2 separate regions of the Mus musculus genome follow, and region 1 is linked to region 2. Evidence: chromatin contacts called from public promoter capture Hi-C data. All regions are on one chromosome and are shown on one strand. Each heading gives the region's core, a stretch centred on a gene start, on an enhancer-like site or on the middle of the called end of the contact. The rest is flanking DNA. Distances are from core to core; before and after follow the strand shown.

What was found. Promoter capture Hi-C pulls out the DNA fragments that hold promoters and counts their contacts.
Region 1: a promoter capture Hi-C map of hippocampal neurons shows a contact between it and region 2, with 2.6 times the contacts expected there. The contact joins the promoter of Anks6 here to the promoter of Polr1e in region 2. A contact is called at or near these places in 1 of 39 promoter capture datasets (hippocampal neurons) and 1 of 115 datasets of contacts at active chromatin or transcription factors (stem cell-derived neural progenitor cells).

The regions. Positions count from the first base shown.
Region 1 is chr4:47,055,031-47,058,767 of GRCm38.p6, reverse strand. Anks6 (ankyrin repeat and sterile alpha motif domain containing 6) reads left to right here and starts at 1,462. Exons shown (of 16, transcript NM_001356426.1): 1 at 1,462-1,819. The coding sequence starts at 1,488.
Region 2 is chr4:45,016,842-45,020,478 of GRCm38.p6, reverse strand. It overlaps Polr1e (polymerase (RNA) I polypeptide E), which reads right to left and starts at 1,870. Exons shown (of 12, transcript NM_022811.3): 1 at 1,687-1,870; 2 at 1,102-1,205. The coding sequence starts at 1,807.

The DNA of each region.
Region 1 (3,737 bases), core at 213-2,712, 2.0 Mb before region 2:
TGTTATTCTGTTTTGTTTTTGAGAAAAGGACTCACTATATAGCCTTGGCTGGCCCAGAGCTCACTATGCAGACCACGCTGGCCTCAAATTCATAGAGACCTGTCTGCCTCTGCTTCCCAATGCTGTAATTAAAGGCATGCACCACCATAGCTGACATATTTATTTATTGTGTGTGTGCCTGTGCATGCCATACAACAAATGTGGAAGTCAGGGGACACTTTCAATAACTGTCCTCAGACCTAACAGTTACGCTGTTATCATGACACACTGTTGGGACATGTAACAGCCTTGCCTTGTATGTCTGGCTTCTTGCTGGGTTTGGGCGGGCACTACTAACCATCTAGGGAAACCAGTTGTCTCTTCCTATGGAAGTGTCCATGCTGTAAGGACACATATGCTGTGAACTGCGTCTTGCTTTCTGCTTAATTAGCTTCTTTTCCCCAAAATGTCCTCATGGCTTACTCTCTTCCTTAAGGTTTTTGCAAGTGTTATATTTTCAGTAATTCTCTTGTTGGCTCAATTATGAAACAATGCTCCACCTTCTACCCGATTTTGCTTGGATTCATGTTCCGTTTACTGTGTCAACAGCACTCAACTACCATTCAGCAGCCAAGTTTATTACCACAGCATATCTTTATAGCCTGTATGGGTGGGTCAGATCCTAGAAGGCAGAGATGCTATCTTGCAAACGTTCGCGGCACGAAGAGCTGTGCCTGGCACTAACAGGCATCCAATACATACTTGTTGAGTCCGGAAAGAGAGATGAACTTGATGTCAGAAGACCTGAGTCCTAGCCACAGCAGCGCCTGCAGATCTGTGCAGACTATAGCAACATACAACCTTCCCGGTCACTCGTCTACTGTAGATTGGAATAATCATCTGAAACTCTAGGGTGGCTACAAGGACTGCCCTGGGGACCAGTCGGTGGTTCCTACTGTTTGTGTGATATACAGGAGGGCTTGGGACCAGAACAGTTGCTGGTCCCACACTGAGTTTCCGACAGTGGGTCTGGGGTGTGGCTAGAAAAATCTCTATCTGTAACATGTAAGTTACTGCGGTAGTGGTGACCCCCCCCCCCCCCTGTCAAAAACAAGAGATAGATGGGCGGGTAGCTTGACACAGATGAAGAACTCAGCACTGCAGGGCTGCTCCGGCAAACGACGGGGCTGACCCATTCGTCCCGATTCAGCCTGCGACTGTTTAGGGAGCGCTAGTGAAATGCGGGCCGGTCTGGGGTCGGTAGAGATGCGAGATGAGTTCTAAGCTAGGCCCAGAGGTCGGATTCAGTAGGAACGAACAGGAAGACTGAAGAGTGACCGCACAGTCACAGGCCCACCCTCCAAGGCGGGAGGCGGGCCCTGCGCGCGCGTACCCATCAGGCGCGACCCCGGAGGCGCGCGCGCACCCAGGGGGCGGGCCTGCGGACGGCGGGCACGCGCGCGGCCCCGGGGTGGGAGCGGGCGGCGGCGCGGAGCGGGCGGTCAGCGATGGGCGAGGGCGCGCTGGCCCCCGGCCTGCAGCTGCTGCTCCGCGCCTGCGAGCAGGGTGACACCGACACGGCGCGGCGCCTGCTGGAGCCAGGCGCGGACCCGGTCGCGGGGCCCGAGGCGGGAGCGGAGCCGGCAGGGCCCGAGGCGGTCCGGGCAGCGGAGGCCGGGGCGCCGGTGCCGGTGGACTGTTCCGATGAGGCGGGCAACTCGGCGCTGCAGCTGGCGGCGGCCGGTGGCCACGAGCCACTCGTAAGGTTCCTGCTGCGCCGCGGAGCCTCGGTCAACAGCCGCAACCACTACGGCTGGAGCGCGCTCATGCAGGCGGCCAGGTGAGCGGGGACCGGGAAGGAGAGAGTCCGGGACTCGTGAGAGTGCGAATGGCAGACTTGGAGCTTTGCCTTTTGGTCATCTGTATGATGGAAATAAAAGGGCGGTTTCAGAAACACAAGATTAGGGATGTTAGAAACTTTGGCTTCTGAACAGTGTGGAGGCTGCGGAGTGCATCTTCTAGACGTTCATTCATTCCGTTTTGCATCAAGGGTCTCCTAAGAATCTGTCTACTCACCCTGGCTTTGGGGGTTGACCGAATAGATAACTGGGATCCAATTAAGTCCCTATTTTGGGGATATGAGTGGGGTGGGTGGGTAAATAAAGTAGCATTCTTGATCTGGAAGGTCTGACAGTAGTAGCTGACCCAGTTGGAGGAATAGAGGCGATTTTTAGTGGAAATGAGGTGTTAAGACTCGAGGATTTGTAAGAGTTATCCAGGACCGGAAAACGAGGAAGCGAGGGAGAACAAGCACACTGCAGACACATAGTGATGAAAGGTGGTCAGACAACTGGGAGGATGCTGCGACCCAGAGGGGGCTGGAGACAAGCCCACCATTGGAGGAAGAAAGTAGGTGCCAGATTGGGGCTGAACAGAAACCCACAATCTAAGGATGATCAGGAGTGTGGAAGGCACAGGGCACTGTGACCGGAACAGACTTTTGTTTCGGGTAAGTTACATTCAGCACCTGTGAGAATAGGCAGAGAGATGGGCCAGAGTCAGGAAGGCTGGCTAGGAAGACAGCAGCCAAGGAAGAGACAATTAGTGGCCTGGATAAACCTGAAGTTGATCCTCGTGGTTGTGTGACCCTGCGAAGGGGTTGGGAGAGGCAGCAAAATCCATCTCTAGATTTCTGACTCGTATAAATATACTGAGCTGTAAAAAAACAAGAAAAGAGACAATGCTTGTTTTGTTTTTAGATTTGTTTTTATTTTATGTGTATGAGCGCCTGTGTATATGTGCACCACATGTGTGCCTGGTGTCTGAGGGAAGCCAGAAGAGGGCGATGGGTATCCTGGAACTGGAGGTACAGACACAGATGGTAGAAACCAAACCTGGCATCTTTTTGAGAGCAGCAGGTACTCTTAACTGCTGAGCCATCTCTCTAGCCCTAGAGGGAGAGTCCTGAGAGTGAGCATAGCTTTCAGTCACATAGCAGGTTGTACCGGTGGAGAATGCCAGGGCAGCAGAGGTGACCGTAAAACCTTTTTCCTAGGTCCCTTTCCCCTTAGGGGCAGTATCTACTCTTCCTCCAGGTGAGCCTTCTCCTGCCTAGGTACCCCCTCAATGGCTTGTGATATCCCCAGAATGCACCCCCCTCCGTCTTCCTCTCCATCCCCTCACCCTTGTCCGCAGATACCTCTGTAGCTGTCTCCCACCATACTCCTCTGCTCCAGGTATACCTTTGCCCCTGCCCCCTTGAAGAGCTTCCAGATCTTTCTGGAACAAGTGCTTGGCTGTGCCTGTCACCAGCAGCTGCCCTAGACTCAGGATGACACTTCTGTCTGTCCACATCTGTCAGTACATCCGCCCTGGTCTCTTAGGCTCAGGCCTGGATTTCATCCGGGCCTTCTCTGCATTACTTTGTACTTTTTAAAAAAGCTGAGCCGGGCGTGGTGGCGCATGCCTTTAATCCCAGCACTCGGGAGGCAGAGGCAGGCGGATTTCTGAGTTCGAGGCCAGCCTGGTCTGCAAAGTGAGTTCCAGGACAGCCAGGGCTATACAGAGAGACCCTGTCTCGAAAAACCAAAATAAATAAATAAATAAATAAATAAAAAGCTGAAACAAGATTATCTTTCCACCTTACTGGTGAGACCCTGAGATTTAGATATCAGAATGTGTGTTGGCAGGGAGTCTCCACAGAACCCTTAGCCTGAGTTCTCCTCTTCTGCTCTCAGCAAAGCCCCTCCTCTCTCAAG
Region 2 (3,637 bases), core at 621-3,120:
TTGGTCTCCTAGCACTTATAGGTACCTAACTGATCCTATACATAACTGCCTTGTGACCTTTCTGACGTTAGCTCGTCCTATGAGGGCTGGCTTCCCATCGCAGCCAAGCTTTTCTTCTCCCTCGTTCACTAGGGCACCAAACATCTGCTATCAAATCGTCCCTCATTCCCATTCACCCTTCTCAGGAAGGCATTCAGACAAGCTGAGACTTGTTTCCTACAGAGCTCCCTCCCCAGGCCCTAAACACTCCCTTAGACCCCAAGCTAGCTCTACTGTATGCCTGTACTACTTGGTGAATTTGAGTCTCTGGAAAGCAGACCGGTCTTAACCCTGGCATCTACCCGGGAGAGACCAGAGATGCTAGTAAGCATCCTGTGGAGCTGGGTGGTGGTGGCACAGGCCTTTAATCCCAGATCCCTGCACTCAGGAGGCAGAGACAGGTAGATCTCTAAGTTCAAGGCCAACCCGAGCTGTACAAAGAAACCTTTGAAAAAACAAGCAAACAAACAAACAAAAAAACCATCACTCTGGGGTCACATTTGATTCACAAGCATCTGTAACCCCAGTTCTAGGGGATCCAATGCCCACTTCTGGCTTCCACTAGCTACACACACATTGTACATAGACAAAAATGAACAACACCCATACACATAAAATAGGGTTGAAGCTGAGCTCTGAACAGTGACCTCCCTAAGAGGTGCAAATCCCATGAAGATGCTTCCTTAGCCTGCGGCATGAGGACATGGTGAACGTTCAATAAGGTCATGTAGGGGGACAACTTATGAAGCCAGGGGTGGGTGGTGCTGCACACCTTTAATCCCAGCACTACGGAGTCAGAGACAGGTGGTGATTCTCTGAGTTCAAAGCCAGCCAGGTCTATATAGTAATTTCCAGGATAGCCAGGGCTACAGGAAGAAACCCTGTCTGGAAAGATAAAGCCCATATAAGTGAAAAGCCCAAAATCTTGCTCCTCAGTGGGGCCAGAGTCTCATTTGCTACTCCTCCTTTCCTCCCCCCCAGGCCAGGTCTCCCATGTCTGCCCACACCAAGAACCTTTTGAGGTCTGCAGAGCCCAGACCATCTGTACCAGCAAGCACTTACCACGATCCGGTGACTCCTCTGCCTGGGGTTTACTAAGTCGGTGCTGTTGTACAAGGTGAAGCGCATGTCGCCCGGATTCTGCAGCTTCCCATTGGAGAACTGGACTGTAAGAGTGTAAGCCAAGAATAAGAGGCGAGGACCAGCAGGGTATGGATGGGGAGACCTGCACTGTGGCTGGACGCCGGTAGTGAAGGCAAGGGAGCTTAAGTCCGACTTTCGGGGGGCGGGGGGGTATGAAGAAAGCCCTGGTCCAGTTCTAAAGAGGGAGATGGAGGAGGGGAGGGGAAGTGACCTCTGGGCAGGGGTTGTGACAAAAGAGAACGACTGAGGAAATGCCATTAACTGGCAAGAGAGGAAACTCTGCTCCGTAGAGGGGGGAAAAGGGCAAATGAGAGAGCTGTGGAGATGTCAGGTCCCTGGGCACTGCCCTGAGACGAGTCCGAAGTGGTGACGATAGATGAATGCGGAGGGAAAAGGTGATGGTGGCAGGGAACCTGTCCCGGCTGCAGGCAGTGGGCTACCGTGGTACCCAGACAGAAGCGGAAAGGATTACGCGGAACTCCGCTCCGGGTCGGCGGTCTTTACCCAGCACAGCTTTCTGCCTGTCGTCGGGCTCTCCACAGTACAGCCACCTTGCACTCTGTAGCGCCTCTGTCTCCGTGTCTCCAGCCTGGTCATCCATCCCAGGAGACTCCAGAGTAGCCATGAGCTCGCCGGTTCACACGCGGACTCAAAAACCGGAAGTGACATTCTAGGCCCCGCCCAGGGTACACCAGCAGTAAGGCCACGCCCCTCACTGGATCGCGTCCCCGCCCACTCTTTGGTTCTTTCCCTTGAGGATCACACCCTCCCCCTTGCAGGAGGATGCAGTAACTCCCCTTTCGTCTCGGACCTCCAGGAGAGCAGCTTCACTTTTGTGTTGTATTGCTCACCGCAGGCTCTAAGCTGTGGGACCAGTCACACCAAAATCTCCAGAACTGTGAACCAAAATAAAAGAAACCGTTCCTCTTTATGAGCTGTCTTCATTTTGTGTTGTTATTGTCGTTTAAGGCCGGCTATCACCATGTGTGTAATCCTGGTTGGTCTGGAACTCATTCTGTGAAACATAATGGCCTCAAATTCACGGAGATTAGACCACCAGCTTTGTCTCACATATTTTGTTAAGGTAATAGAAAAAAACTGACTAATGTAGGGTTTCTCCCTGAGTAATTTCAATGCAGCCACCCAAATAAGAGAGCTAACAGTGATTCAACCATGTAATCTTGTAGTATTCAATTTCCCCAACGGCCTTGATACTGCCTTTTCAGCTAAAAGAGCCTGTCAGAAACCGTGTTGCAGCCTTACACTTGTAATCCCAGCATTTAAGAGCAGGGCTGCCATGAATTTGAGGCAAGTTCAAGTGAGAACTGTCACACATACACACAAATTATACTTTGCTTCTAGCTGTCACAACTCTTTGGTTGGAAGGTTACACTTTCTTTGACTCTACCCAGTGATTTTCTATTGATTCTTTCCAGAAAGGAAAAAAGAATATAAAAGGACTTAGTTAACTAATTAGTCATCCCCCCTTCTGTCAGAATCTTTTCCATACTCAGTTTATTTGAGGTTAGTAATGAATGGTAGAGCCTATTAGAAACATTTCACTTTTTAAATTATTAATTTATTTGGGTCCCAAGAGGGAATGTATGGTAAAGCAAAACTGCTCATCTGGTGGTCAAGGATGAAAGGAGGAAGAAGGGACTGAGGTCTCTGTTCCTTTTGGGCTCAGGTTGTCTTCAAACTCCACTTGTTCTGTGCCTGAGGGTGACTCCCCATCCTCTTGCCAAGTGCTGAGATTACATACACACACCATCACACCCAGCCAGAAAGAAAGTTTATTTCATTTCTTTCACTTCTGCACCTCCAACTCCTGAAAGGTCCTGTAAAAAAAAAAAGTGGGGGGGGGGGGGACCTCAGCAAATGTTGAGTGAGAGGTCTGGAAAAAGCTCAGTGGATAAAGGCACTTGCTACCAAGTTTGATGGTCTTCCTAGGACCCACCTGGTGGAAGAAGAGAGCTTACTCGGTAGCATACATCTGCATGCACACACAAAATAAATCAATGTAAAATAAAATTTAAAAATGAGCGAATGAAGGAAAGGGTAGGTAATAGAGTAGACCAGGTCATCAATCCTTGGAGCCTAACTAAGTCAGGGAGCGCACCTCAGAAATACTAATGTTCTTGCAACAAGTTAGCATAGGGTTTATACATAATAGATACTATGTATATGTTCACTGGCTACATAAAAATGGACACTTGTATGGAAGTTAAGAGGTGCCAAAGAGGGCTGGAGAGATGGCTCAACCGGTAAGAGCACTGACTGCTCCTCTGAAGGTCCTGAGTTCAAATCCCAGCAACCACATAAGCTCTGATGCCCTCTTCTGGTGTGTCTAAAGACAGCTACAGTGTACTTCCTTATAGTAATAAATAACTCTTTGGGCTGGAGCAAACGGGGCCAGCAAGAGGAGCAAGCAGAGGTCCTGAGTTCAATTCCCAGA